3 separate regions of the Zea mays genome follow, and all the other regions are linked to region 3. The links are chromatin contacts, called in public Hi-C and HiChIP or PLAC-seq maps. All regions are on one chromosome and are shown on one strand. The core of a region is the stretch at or near the end of the contact, and the rest is flanking DNA. Distances in the headings are between cores, read along the strand shown. Region 1 holds the start of LOC100280115. Region 2 has its middle 26 kb from the start of LOC118472059. Region 3 holds the start of LOC107546759.

What was found. A called contact is a pair of places that touch in the nucleus more often than the background predicts. HiChIP or PLAC-seq counts read pairs in DNA pulled down with a chosen protein or histone mark.
Region 1: a contact with region 3 is called in an H3K4me3 HiChIP or PLAC-seq map of leaf, with 7 times the contacts expected there. The contact joins the promoter of LOC100280115 here to the promoter of LOC107546759 in region 3. A contact is called at or near these places in 9 of 25 Hi-C or Micro-C datasets (bundle sheath, ear, endosperm and 3 more) and 1 of 3 datasets of contacts at active chromatin or transcription factors (leaf).
Region 2: a Hi-C map of ear shows a contact between it and region 3, with 2.8 times the contacts expected there. The contact joins the enhancer-like site here to the promoter of LOC107546759 in region 3. A contact is called at or near these places in 3 of 25 Hi-C or Micro-C datasets (ear and endosperm).

What each region holds. Positions count from the first base shown.
Region 1 is chr5:148,537,859-148,542,441 of Zm-B73-REFERENCE-NAM-5.0, reverse strand. It overlaps LOC100280115, which reads left to right and starts at 2,041. Exons shown (of 1, transcript NM_001397554.1): 1 at 2,041-2,906. The coding sequence starts at 2,696. The coding sequence ends at 2,854.
Region 2 is chr5:148,508,662-148,513,377 of Zm-B73-REFERENCE-NAM-5.0, reverse strand. No RefSeq gene overlaps it. Among protein-coding and RNA genes, the nearest start is that of LOC118472059, 26 kb to the left of the region's middle. Within about 2 kb of position 3,152, at least 12 of the 20 cell types and tissues checked have an H3K27ac peak or open chromatin away from gene starts, as enhancers often do. A contact at or near this core is called in ear, where this site is marked.
Region 3 is chr5:148,318,643-148,323,056 of Zm-B73-REFERENCE-NAM-5.0, reverse strand. LOC107546759 reads left to right here and starts at 2,086. Exons shown (of 3, transcript NM_001322792.2): 1 at 2,086-2,322; 2 at 2,431-2,622; 3 at 3,151-3,963. The coding sequence starts at 2,113. The coding sequence ends at 3,714.

The sequences.
Region 1 (4,583 bases), core at 792-3,291, 220 kb before region 3:
TTGCGCGAGATATTTCGATCGAAGCATTATTGCATATTGTGATCTTTAGTTGGAGATGTTGTGTGAGATGTTTCGATTGAAGCATTGTTGTATGTAGTGATCGCATGCGGTGGAGACATGTATAAAGGGTAGCGGTGAGACATATTGGAAATGTCTAGGAAAAAAGGAAAAGAAAAAGATTGAAACATTGTTGTATGTAGTGATCGCATGCGGTGGAGACATGCATAAAGGATAGCGGTGAGACATATTGGAAATGTCTAAAAAAGGAAAACGAAAAATAATAAAGAGGGGAAGGCACCGTGTACGTACATGATGCTTGCATGCATGTGAGTCCACAAGTCGTGGGCAGTAGCGGCTTGGTCCAGGCTTGGAGTCGGCGTACCGCGTAGCGCGTACCGCGTACCGCGAGCTCTGGCTGGTGGGCTGCTCCAAGCTAGCGCGGGTGTGGGCTCTGCCCTAAACTGCTGGCGCGTGCGAGGCCCAGTGCGGAGTGGCACGCAGGCCCAAGCGACCCGTCAGGAGCAAGAGGCCCGTATACGAGTGTAATCGGATTACGAGTGGATGTTGCATGTATCATATTTATTTTCATATTTTCTCTTCGGATTCAGATTAGATACATATATTATCGAGTTGTATCACATAAGATTTAAATGGATATCAATATCTTAATTATTCAACTTTAAATATACAGATACGAATATAAATTAGATACGGATCGTATATTAAATACTCGGACTTGAATATAGATAAGATCTTAGCTCTGTTAAATGGATCGAATTCGAATATAGACGCATAATATCCATACCATTACCGCAGCTGGATGGTTGAGTGCAGCCCGCACAGGAGAGTGGCGCTTGTGGGCTGTGGCCACGAAAGAGTACTGGTCGGGTAGAGAGATAGTCATTAGATTAGATCTATTAAGAGATCAAATCTAGATTGTTTTAGATAGATCAAGGGAGAACTCTCTGATTCTTTTGAGGTGCACTTTTGCACACAAATCTTGTTGATTATGCAAGATTAGTACGTTAATATTATTCCTCTCTTTGTTGATCAATTGTGTTTTTGGTTTTGATTATAGATTGAATCTTTGTTTTCAATTATTCTTGATGTTTTGATTCATCTAGATCATTACTATGGTATCTATTTACTGATCTACAAAGTTTGAGATCAATTTTTTATTTCTTAATCTCGAAGTTAGATCTAGATTAGTTTTCGTCATAGTTTTCGTCACTCTCTAGAACAACAATAAGATTGTTTCGTTTATACCTTTAGATCCAAAAGTCCGATCGACGTGGTTTCAGTTGGGCTTGCTTCATAATTTTATCTAGTTTAATCTTTTAGATTTTAGATCGATCGGAGTTATGGATTTGTCTCAGCAACGTTTTTTTTTCCCTAACGTAAAAGCAATTTGTCCAGATTTATAAAAGTGGATCAAATTGGCCTTGTGATTAGGAGGAGGTGGTATAATTATTTTTAAGCTTCCACAACCATTCACCTCTTTGATTGGCTATTCTAGCATCATAGAATCCTACCGAGAACAACTTAAATACAACTCATCTGAACTTGTTGCACTAACAATGATTATAATTACAAAAATACAATTGCAAACACGTAATGGAGAGCGAAAGAGAAGAGAATCAATTTGAAACCACCCTTCGGCTGATTCAAGTGCCCAACCAAGGATGGAGAAACGTTTCTTGCCTGGAACGAACGTTTCATCATTTCTTCATACTCCGTATTTTCGAGAGGATCGGAACCGATATAGCCATATAGGCTTAGCCTAAAAAGAGAGAAAAAAAAAAGAAAAAACTTTCTTGTCTCAAAAAAGGAAGCAGGAAAAATAGAGGCGTCATAGACACCAAGAGCACGTAGACACGGACGGAATTATACGATGTTTAGGGTCAGTTTGGTACCATAAAAACCCATGGGTTTCCTGGCATTTTCTCCAGGAAGAAAGCCCACGCGGACATTTCCCAGGAGTTTTTACTTCTGCGTGTTTGGAAGCGCAAACACTCGATAGACTTTCCTCCAGAGAAACATCTTTTCCGGTCGGAAAAAACCCTGGCATCGGGAGGCCAGGCGTTTCCACGGCGCCGCCAACCTTGCCTTGGAGCATCTCCCTCATCGCCCCGGCTCCCCGCGATGCTAGGCCTAGCCTCGCCGACGCCATCCCCGTGAGCACCTCTGTCGCCGCACCATCGTCGTCTTCAACTCCATCTCCTTCCCCTCACAAGGTCAGCTCCTGTAGCGCCAGCAAGAAACACATCGCGAGCGACACAGTGCGAGCGCCCAAGATTCTCAGGTTACTGCCTCTGCCCCCTCGCCACCAGAAGTAGCTCGCGCGCGGTAGCAGCGTCCAGCCGCTGCCTTGCCTCTGCCCCCTCGCCACCAGAAGCAGCACGCGCGGCAGCAGCGTCCGCCAGCCGCTGCCTTGGAGCCCCGAAACAAATCCGATTTCTTGGTCGCAGATACTGCAGAGGGCGAGAGGTTTGCTTTTGCTCCCTGGGACTCTCAAGGAGCACTCGTTCTAGGGTGAGGTCCTCAGAACATGCTTTTCGTGCGACTCGTGGTCTTGATTCTCTGAGTCAGATCCCCTTCTTTCTTTGTTTATGCTTAATTAATTTACTAGATCTGCCTCGTGCGACGAGAGGAGCTAAGACGAGAGAAAAAGATCAGGAAAAGGATGTGATGATGGATGAACCAATTTATTATGCTTCAGTTTACTTTGTTCGATTTTTTTCCTAATTTTTTAAGTACTGTTTATAGCATCACATATATATATATATATATATATATATATATATATATATATATATATATATATATATATATATATATATATATATATGAATGAATGATGGATAAAGTTCTCATTCAATATAGTAAAATAGTGTTTTTGCTCAAAATGGATATTTTGCCCCTTGGTTCCCAAACAGTGGCCGCCGGGAAAATACACCCAAGAAGGAAAATCCACCCAGAAAATTTAGTGGCATCTAAATTCCCGTTGATGGATATCTTCCCTGGGATTTTTCCCACGTTGCTGCCAAACTAGCCCTTAACCAATCCATAATCGACACATGGAGAACTTCCTTGACCAACCATGTGAAGGTGAAGCGTAACCTTTCTCTTAAAAAAGAAGCTTTCGACAAAGAAATCTAAACATATACGTATTTGATACATCTGATTTTTACACGGTTTTTATGACATATTTGTTTGGGCACTAAGAAGGTGTTTAGAAGCAAAGTATTTTTAATACCATGGTTTTGGGATATTGTGGTTTTAAGACCCTGTTTGTTTGGGATTATAATCTATGTAGATTATATAATCCAATGTAAATAAGTTAGTGAGGAAACAAACAAGCAACTTATCTGATAGGATTATATAATCTAGCACTTGAGATTATGATAATCCTATAAGCTCATCAAAGGGTGCTTATTTCAGCTTATTTTTTATGAAAGACCCACTACCCATGGCAAGTTGATTAAAATTACTTCCAATTGCCATCCACCTGTTCATAGACGTTCTCACCCACCAGACAAGTAAAACATTCAAGGGTATTATTGTATTTGTATGCATATGAATAATAAGCCAAGTCCAAATAATCTGAGCTAACAAAAAACAACATCTAACTTATTTAATCCAGAGCAAATAATCCAGATTATATAATCTAAATTATAATTTAGATTATATAATCTATAAGTTAAAACAAACAGGGCCTAAGTTAGCTGATTGGATTAAAAAATGTGTACCCTATTCCTATCAAATGCTAATGCGAGATAGGTTCCAGAGCAAGGCTAGAAAAAAAGCTCAAGCTCGACGAGCCGGCACGGACTCGCAGTGGCTCGGCTCGGCTTAGAGCAGCCCGATGCTTAGAACGAGCCCGAGCCGAGTCTGTTTTGTTGGCTCGAGAAAAGAGCGAGCCAACTCGACTCGGCTCGCTGCGGCTCGTGGCTCGACCCAACAACAATTTGTTATATAAAATGTTAATTAGCATAGTTTGCTGGTACTAAATAAACGATTAGTTTATGTTTTTTTTGAAATTATGGTACAAAATTAACCTATTTCTATATTATATTAGTATTATATTTATTTTACTAATAAAAAATATGTTACTTAAATTATTTTTAAGATTTTATATTATTTTGGAGAGCAAATTCATGTTTATGGTCAGACTCGTTGGCTTGGAGAGCCGGCTCGTGAGCCGAGCCAACTTTTCAGGCTCGCTAGAGGAGCGAGCCGAGCGAGGCTCGGCTCGTTACTTACCGAGCCGCAACCAGCCGATCCGAGCTCGACTCGTTTCCACCCCTATTTCAGAAACCATTTTCTTGAGACCCCATTAATTGACACATAGGGTTTTCAATAATAATAATAATAATAATAATAATAATAATAATAATAATAATAATAATAATAATAATAATAATAATAATAATAATTGGGACTGAGACATCGGCCTAGCCCAGCCCGGTCCAGTCGATTATGCTGCGCCCTGGAATGGATAATGGAAACGGAAGGGTTCTAGGTAGGGGTGAAAACGAGCGGATACGGACGGATATTAGCTCATCATGTATCCTACCCTAATG
Region 2 (4,716 bases), core at 1,903-4,402, 190 kb before region 3:
TTGATCTCGAATTTAGTTTTCTGCGGAATGGCAGATTCGACAGTTTCTGTTCATGCCAGTTTTCTGTGGTCTTAGTGGCCTCAAAATAATGAAAAGTCTATATATGAGTCGCAGATAATTTGTAGATCTTTCCGTGACCATGAAGAACACCTCAATCAGACATCAGATCAGAAAGTTATTGCAGTTTGATTATAACAGTTTTTTAGTCTCATAATTCTGTGCAGAATCTGTTCTCTTAAGATTTAGGCAATTTTATCAACAGAATTCAACCTTGGGTTTGTAAGAAAAGTTGTAGATAATTTCATAAGCTTTCCATATTGTTAAAAAGTGCATTCATATGAATTATGAAACTCCAGTTATGTTTGTTTTACTGTGTTTGTTCCTGTTTGCCTGACAAAAATGAGCGGGTCTGTTCACTGGTAGGTTTCATCAGGTAAATGGCCGAATTGGCTCTTCCAACTATGGAGACTTCTGTAGAGGGATAAAATTTCTTACTGCCAGTAGAATTTCATGATTTTTGGTTGAGTGGTTTATGAGATGTCGAATTTTGAAGTTAACTACGCTGCTGTCTGAAATAGATTCAGTCAGTTATCTTGTCAGATGTTTTAGAACTTATAGATGGCAGAATTTAATTATCCATTGAATACCGAAGTTGTAGGTATTTTGTGTAGATACTCCTAGATTATTTGTTTGATATCACCACTATTATAATTTTAAAGATACAAAATTAACAAACATCGCTGCTGCTGTATGGCATGTGGTTCAGGGTGGGAGGCTTTCCACCAGGTCTTGGTTTCAAGTGTAGGAGCGATTTGTTGAATGTTGGCAAATGTTTGTGAAATATTTGTACTAAGTTTTATGCCCGCTAGCAGGTGGCTACACGCCAGATCATGCATAGTACATTTCTTCTTCTTCGATGAAGGCAAGTGAGTGTAGCGGTGGTTGCTTCCGTTCTGACCTGTTATTTCTATGCCTACACTCTAATATTCAGAAGTATTGGATTCTTTCATAATTGGACTCTATGGTGATGCTTTACTTGCTTGCATTATACTGATGCTCAACCATATATTGATGATGATTATGATTTGAGTATGACCCATGAGATTAATTCACACCCCTGAAGGTAAATGAAGTATTATTTGTGGTTGGTATTGTATCTAAAGGTAAATGAAGTATTATTTGAGGTTGTATTGTATGTGAAGGAAGTGAAGTATATTGATAAATGCAGCATGCCATATATATTGCATTATTCACTTGCATCTGAAGTTGGGTCGTGACCTATGGTCCGACCGTACCGGTACAACTTAGCATCATACGTTGCCCGAGGAGGGGTACGATGCGGCTTCATACCCTTAGAGGTATGAAGGCATTGCATTCGTATGCATTCATTGAAGTGATATTTGCAGATGATGTGGTTTTATACCCTCAGAGGTATGAAGACAGAGTACCTACACTTTGCATTCCTATGCATACATTGAAGTGATATTTGCAGGTTTTGTTGACGCAGGGAAGTGTTATAGAATATATTGTGGTTGTTCGAGGAAATGAGATGGTATTGGTTATATTGGGACTACTGAGTTCTATATCTACAAGTATTTCTTATCTTAATTGTGATTTTTTAAAATGTTGATTAATTCAATTTGTGGTTTAAATATCTCGTCAAAACAATTCGCTTGCTGAGATGTTTCATCTCACTCTTACATTACTCAATGCAGATGCAATCTTGATCCCTCCATGCTTGATAATCTTCTGATGGCGATCCACCATGAATTGTGATAAGAATATCTCTTTCGCCTCCTCATGAACCTTGGTGAGTTGGCGGCGTGTGTCCTTTTCCACTTGGCTCATGAGATCCTGATATCGATGTTGCTCGTTGGCCGACAGACTCTCAACAGTTGCCTTGGCTAGCGTCGGTGCCATATTTAGAACAGACCTTTGCGCACGATTATAATAGATCTAGAATGCGCTTGCGCTTGTCCCTAGCGGAGTCGCCAAAAGGTGTGTTGGCTCTAATTTATGGGCAGACGCTAGGGATGAACCACCTAATGGTGCTCTCTGCAGGAGCACAGACGGTCCGTGACCGAGGGCTGGACTGTCCACGACCACGCTGCAGGAGCTGCTCCTTCTCTACCTGGGACTAAACGGTCCGCGATGGAGTAGAGTCTTCTTCACATAAACCTAGATCTCGCCTCCTGGGAGGGACTCCATCGGGGAGGAGAGATCTTAGGATTGACTTGGGATCGGTAGACCACCCAAGACAACTCTAGACGATGTCGAGCTGAAGAGAGGTGAATGCAAATAAGATAAATATGGTAAATTAGTTTGGTTGGATCGATTGTGGGGGCATGAACCAGTCGTACCCCTTCGTTTATACAAGGGGAAGGTCTGGACACGTTATAAGTTAGTTCCCAAGCAAAATCCTGTCGAGTTTGCTAACAAATCATGCAAGAAATCAGAAACCTAAACTGATTCTATTCTCGCGCGAGCCGTCCGCGCCGCCACGACGGACAGTGCGGACCGTAGACCTTGGCTGCCTTTTTTAATGCTCAACACATAGTTTTATAATTAGATTACATTTAATACTGTTAACTAGCATCCAAACATCCTATGTGGCGAAACTAAAATTTAGCGTTTTGATCGATTTTCGTGTAGCTGAAGGTGACCTGGATTTATTGCTGGGTCCTATCATGACACACATCAACCAAATAGGTCTGTAATGCTCATGTGGATAGACCATTTGACCCCGGAAAAGGATTAGCACACGCTTATCCTCTTTCGCATGCTTCCCTGGATATGTTTGTAGGGTGCAATTGCAAAAGGAAAAGGCGGTAAAGCGCTGGAGATGCTGTTCATGATTAACGCAGCTAGCGCTCCTCTGATAGCCGCAGCTTGATTGATTATTCACAACAACAACAACAACAGGTCACATGACAATGGGAGGAGGTTGATAGCGCCAGCCCAACCAGAGGCCAGGCCATGAAACCAGCTGCGAGACGACCCAAAGCCAAATCATTTGCTGGTGGATGTGATCGCAGAGAGGCACGGTACGATCCCTTCGTTGCCGCTGGGCTGGACGCTGGTCTGGTCAGCACTGGCTTTCGTCGGCTGTCTCTGCTACTCACATGTGTGCAGCTAGCCTCTCCAAAAGCGTGTGTTTGGAGTAGGGCAGTCGGCGGCAGTGTAGGACAGAGACACCTGTGTGCGGCTGTGCCTACGTACGACGTACCTAACCACTCAATTGCAAACAGAATTATATATAAGAGTGTGCTGGTTCTGTCGATGCTTTTGCAAAGCCACGAGGATATTCGTCTAACCTGCCGGCAAGTGGTAACGACGACACATCAGTGTACTAAGGCACGCTGAACCTAAATACTGCCAAACTACTAGCACATATGAGATATAGAGAGAAGCCTCTCCAAACCCCCAACTATGCTGCTCTACCTCTCACTCTTTTTATAGCTCATGAGAGAAGAGAGTGGTATATACCTGCCGGGTACTAAGGACCTGTTTGTTTCAGCTTATAGATTATATAATCTGGATTATAAGCTAAATTATATAATTCAGATTATAATCTAGATATATTATAATTTATATGTAGTTGTTTGATAGTTTAGATTATACAAATGTAGATTATTCACAAAGACAACAATACCCTTGTTTGTTTATTTAAGATGAGAAAAGAAGGATGGCATATATTGTAATTTCTATTTACATAACCATGGGTAGTGGGTCTTTTGCCAAAATAATCTCAAATAAGCTACTCTTGAGTAGATTATGAGATTATCATAATCTAGGTTTAGATTATATAATCTGAACTCATAATGTAGTTGTTTGTTTACCTAATGAATTATTTACGCTAGATTATATAATCTGGAGAGATTATAATTTGAAACAAACAAGGTCTAAGCCTTGCCCAATATAGGCTCAACTATCTTCTCTCGAACATAGAGTCATACACGGTGCATATATTGGCATTGCCACAATATTGAGAGTGGTAGGCTCTAGAGACCATATGTCGTTGGGGTATGACAGTTGGTAATCAGTACAACTGCTGGTACTTTATAATGTGTACAAATACATTAGTATGTTCACTTGTGTCTATAAGGGCAATAGCACGCACTGCGCAAAGGCCTTGGGTAGGCCTATTGCCCATTGTTTTATCTCTAGGAATGGTCACACGCCTTGCACAATGGCCTTGGGTATGCATGTGGCCTATGTCATGGCCACAATGCACCTCCTTACTGTAATGTTGTCTATCACATTTAATATGATGGAGAGAAGCCTTATCTTGACACCTAGGTACCAGGTGGTTGTCTAGGTAGGGGCACTCATGGTACATGGGCTATACTATGGTAAATATGTACCACATGATCCCAGGAGTATAGCAAAACAAAACATCTGAACAGAGCACCAATTAGCATCCCAAAGAGGGTATGGTACAAGATATAATATTTCTTACAAGTGAATAAGTTTTGATTTGTTATGGTTTTTGATATAACTAATACTCGGATTGTAAGTCGATTAGGTATATAGCTCATAACCGACATGTAGCTGTAGCCCCTCCATGTATAAAGAGATCTAGGAACCTTTCATAGGGAGAGGAGATGGAGGCCGCCCAAGATACTTGAACAGATCTGTCGGTGGGAAGAATTCCACCGGCCGGGTGGCGGAACGCACCCGCCCTAAATCCTAAGATGAGGAGGGGCCTAAGCGGTT
Region 3 (4,414 bases), core at 837-3,336:
TGGTGCAGCTCTCTGTGCTGGGGCCTTCGGTTTTGCTCATCTTGAGCAAAGTGATGTACTTCTTCAGTGGCTTCGTCAATCTGTCTTTGTAGGTCAGCTAGCTGAGCCATTGTTTCCTTCTTCTTTTGCACTTGCTGATGAAGCATCTCCATATTCCTGATCTCTTGGTCCAACTCATCCTCCTGGGGCGTTGGACTGGTGGCCTTTCTCTTCTGGCTTCGGGCCTCTCGAAGAGAAAGGGTCTCCTGGTTTGGGTCCAGTGGCTGCAGAGCAGCAGCCCCTGTCGCTGAAGCTTTCTTCGGTGGCATGACGAAGGTCAAATGCTTGCCGAAGGTGGTCGAAAAGGATTCACCGGAGGTGGACGCCAATGTTGGGGACTTGTTCTCAAATGCTTCGGCCTGAGAGAAGGTAAAAGTACAAGCGTGACGCAAAAGCAAATGCCAAGTCAGCGTGAACAGTACGGGAGCACTGTTCATCTATTTATAGGCACGGGACACAGCCCATGTAAAATTACACCCATGCCCTTTACATTTGCTAATAACTCTATAGCAATCCATCGAGGTCTAAATAGCCTTTTCATCTTTAAGTCAGTTTCCTTTTCTGCTATCATGCCGAAGCTCCCCTGCACATAGCTTCGGCTCTGCGTCATCCTTCGTATTCCTTGTACTTCTTCACACTATGGTTTTGATCCAAGTCCGAAGGATCTAAGTCCGAAGGTATCTATTCATGTATTATACTCCAGAAACATTGTTAAATCATGTTTTTGAGGACCTTCGGAAGCCGAAGGCCCCCAACAGTTTGTTTAAGTAAAACTTTAGATTTCGCCAATTCAACCCCCCTCTAGGCGCCTTTCAAGGCTATTCCCAGTGCGTGGTGTCAATGCTCATTTAATATACGCTATGTAGGATAGAAATATGATGTGGCATGTGAGTAAAGAGGGAAGAGAATAAAAGTGATATCGTGAGGGAGATACTACTTAGACACGAGAACATAGGCATTGAAACCTGAACCATCTAAGTGGCCCACAATTCATACTCCTATAGTCTTATACATATCTAGCATTTAATTGTATTGTTACATATCTAGTATTTAATTGTATTGTGGGGACTATAAAGAAACACATGATACTACATATAGGGACAATTATATCTTCTATAGTAAATATGAAATGATAAGTTTGGATATTGTGACATGAAACAATGGTTTGGTAATAGCCGCGAAGGTTATTTCAGAAAACATTGATCTCACATTACGGTTTCTTAAAGATTTTGCGTCAAGAATATACCTAGAAATTAAAGTATTATTGTTTTATCAGAGATAACTGTAATAGTTATTTTATTTGTTTGGCTGTAATGTCGTTATCTTTTATAAACTAAACATATGCTATAAGTTTTTTTTTCGTACTTTATTCTTCCATCGTTATATTAAACATTAGTTCAATATGCCTTATTACCACGAACTACCATCTGCCTTTAAAATCAAAATTACAGAGAGATGATCTTTAAGAATGTATTTGGTTTGAGATTAAAGTGGAATGATGATGTGTGGACGACACCGTCTCCTCGATTTTTTAGCATCACGCCGCCACTAAAAATTAATCCAATGTTTAACTCGTTCCCACGTGACTCTCGTTCAAACAATACAGAAACTGTGACTGCCCCTTCTATTGTACATCCAATCAAACACATCTTAAAATTAGCCTCGATATACCACGTCGGTAGGACGATAGGAGTACCATGCCTTAGAGTTTCGGTACCAAACAGCACCGTAGTAACACGGCGGATGTACGCGCGCCGCACATGCACATTGTACCACTGGCCTGGCTATGGCTTCCAGCCGATCTAAAGGCAAGACGGATAGAGACAGACATGTATTGCAGTTGAAGTGTTTTAAGTAACCGGGCAATTTGATCCTGCAGGGTAGGGCGCGCGCCATGCGCTCACGGACTGGAAACTCTGCCGGCCCTGTGGCGTGTCGGCCCACGCATGTACAGATGTACTACGTAACCACCGCGCGCGATGGGGCACAGGGCACTATATAACTCAGAAGCGCAGTGTGTGCTGGGACACCATCGACGACAGCACAGCTAACCCAATCCCAAATCAATCTTCCATGGCGCCGGCGACCTTGCTACTGGCGAGACTGGCCGTGGCGTGCGCGCTGGCGCTCGGCGCCATGGCGCAGCTGTCGCCGACGTTCTACGACGCGAGCTGCCCCAGCCTGCAGGCCATCGTGCGGGCCGGGATGGCCGCCGCCGTGCAGCAGGAGCCGCGGATGGGGGCCTCCATCCTCCGCCTCTTCTTCCACGACTGCTTCGTCCAGGTAAGCATGCATGTCGTGGCGCCTTGGGCTTGCTGCTGGTCGTCAGTATGCGTCGCGCCGCGCCATCCATCCAACACTCCATTATTATTATTATTATTGCCCATGCAGGGGTGCGACGCGTCCGTGCTCCTCGACGACTCGCCGACGCTGACGGGGGAGAAGAACGCGGGGCCCAACGCCAACTCCCTGCGCGGCTTCGAGGTCATCGACTCCATCAAGTCCCAGGTGGAGGCCGCCTGCCCCGGCACCGTCTCCTGCGCCGACATCCTCGCCCTCGCCGCGCGCGACGGCGTCAACCTGGTCAGTGAGCCATGCATCCTTATCCTTTGTTTGCCTGGTATCGATCATCGCACGGTCGCCCCGACCACTGCTGGCTGGCTGGCGCTACCAGTACAGAGTACTACACCACCTGCCGACACCCCGTGCTGATTGCTGCCACGATGCATGCATGTCCATCCATCAGTCATCAGTAAAAAAAAGAAAGGAAGAAAAAAAAAGCATAGCCATACCCATGCATTGCATGCAACTCGGCTGGATCGGTCCCGTCAAACAAGCTGGTCAGCAACGTGCGGGCCAGCAAGCCTTCACCAACCGTTCTGTCGTCAAACGCTCGCTCGCTCAGCAGTCGTGCATGTGGCTACTGTACGTCGGTAGCTGTTCCGTTTGTCAGTCACCACATATACTCACAGTCACAGTAACAAGTAACACTCGAGATCGACGACAAAGCAGTTGTTTACATTTGGATTTGGTTGCAGTGTAACGTAGGACAGTAGCATTTCACTGACACGATGTATGACAAACACTGCACTGCAATATTAATTAATGCAGCTGAGCGGTCCGACGTGGGCGGTGCAGCTGGGTCGCCGGGACACGCGCACGGCGAGCCAGTCGGCGGCGAACAGCAACCTGCCGTCGCCGTCGTCGAGCGCGGCGGCGCTGGTGTCGGCGTTCGCGTCCAAGGGGCTGGACTCGCGGGACCTGGTGGCGCTGTCGGGCGCGCACACGATCGGCGCGGCGCGGTGCGCCACCTTCCGTTCCCGCGTGTACAACGACACCAACATCAGCGCCGGGTTCGCGGCGAAGCGGAGGCAGATCTGCCAGGCGCAGGCCGGGGCCAGCGACGGCAACCTGGCGCCGCTGGACGCCATGAGCTCCGTCAGGTTCGACAACGGCTACTTCCGCAACCTCGTGGCCCAGTTCGGCCTGCTCCACTCCGACCAGGAGCTCTTCGGCGCCGGTGGCGGCGCCGTCGACTCCATCACGGCGCAGTACGCGCGCAACGGCGCCGCCTTCTCGCGGGACTTCGTCACGGCCGTCCTCAAGATGGGCAGCATCGGCCCGCTCACCGGCTCCAGCGGCGAGATCCGCGCCAACTGCCGGAAGCCCAACTAGACAGACGTCTACGTATACCATAGCATAGACAGACATCAGTGGCAGTGGTCAGTTTCGAGATTCGTGCGACACGGACGGACGGTCTGGATTCCTCGACATGGCCAGCTAAGAGGGCCGTGGCTTTTTGCGTGGAAAGTGTGGAGTGCGTTGGAAGGGAGCGGCGGAGGCGATGATGATTCCGGGCGATTTGGTGGGTGGAGCGCCGCTGTCAGGACTAGTACTCATTTCAGGGGAGAGGGGAGAGCTGGGGGGGGGGGGCCAGCGTGCCGTCACACATCGATCAACCCGCATATGAGACCATTGCTGATTTTCATTCTTTTTTATTTTATTTGGCCGCGTTATTCTTTCTTTTCTCTTTCGTTTCTTTGTGCCACGATTTTAGCCTGTGATGAGTCTGTACGTACACTGGGCGATTCATGATTATTATTCTTTTTTTTTTGTTCAAGAAATGTACACATGCATATCCAATGTGCAACCGATCATGCATGATTAATAATAACTCTCTGGTCAGAACAACATCGATCATGTGCATAAGGAGTAACGAACAACAGGATTGGGCAGGTGCAACCGCGCAAGTGTACGTACGTGCCACGAGCTACCTAGCTAGGAGTAGCATAGTAGCACCATATGCACCATAATAATGGCAGCTGCTTCCTGCACTATTAGACGACGACGGGGCAGGGTGGTGTGCGTGTTGATG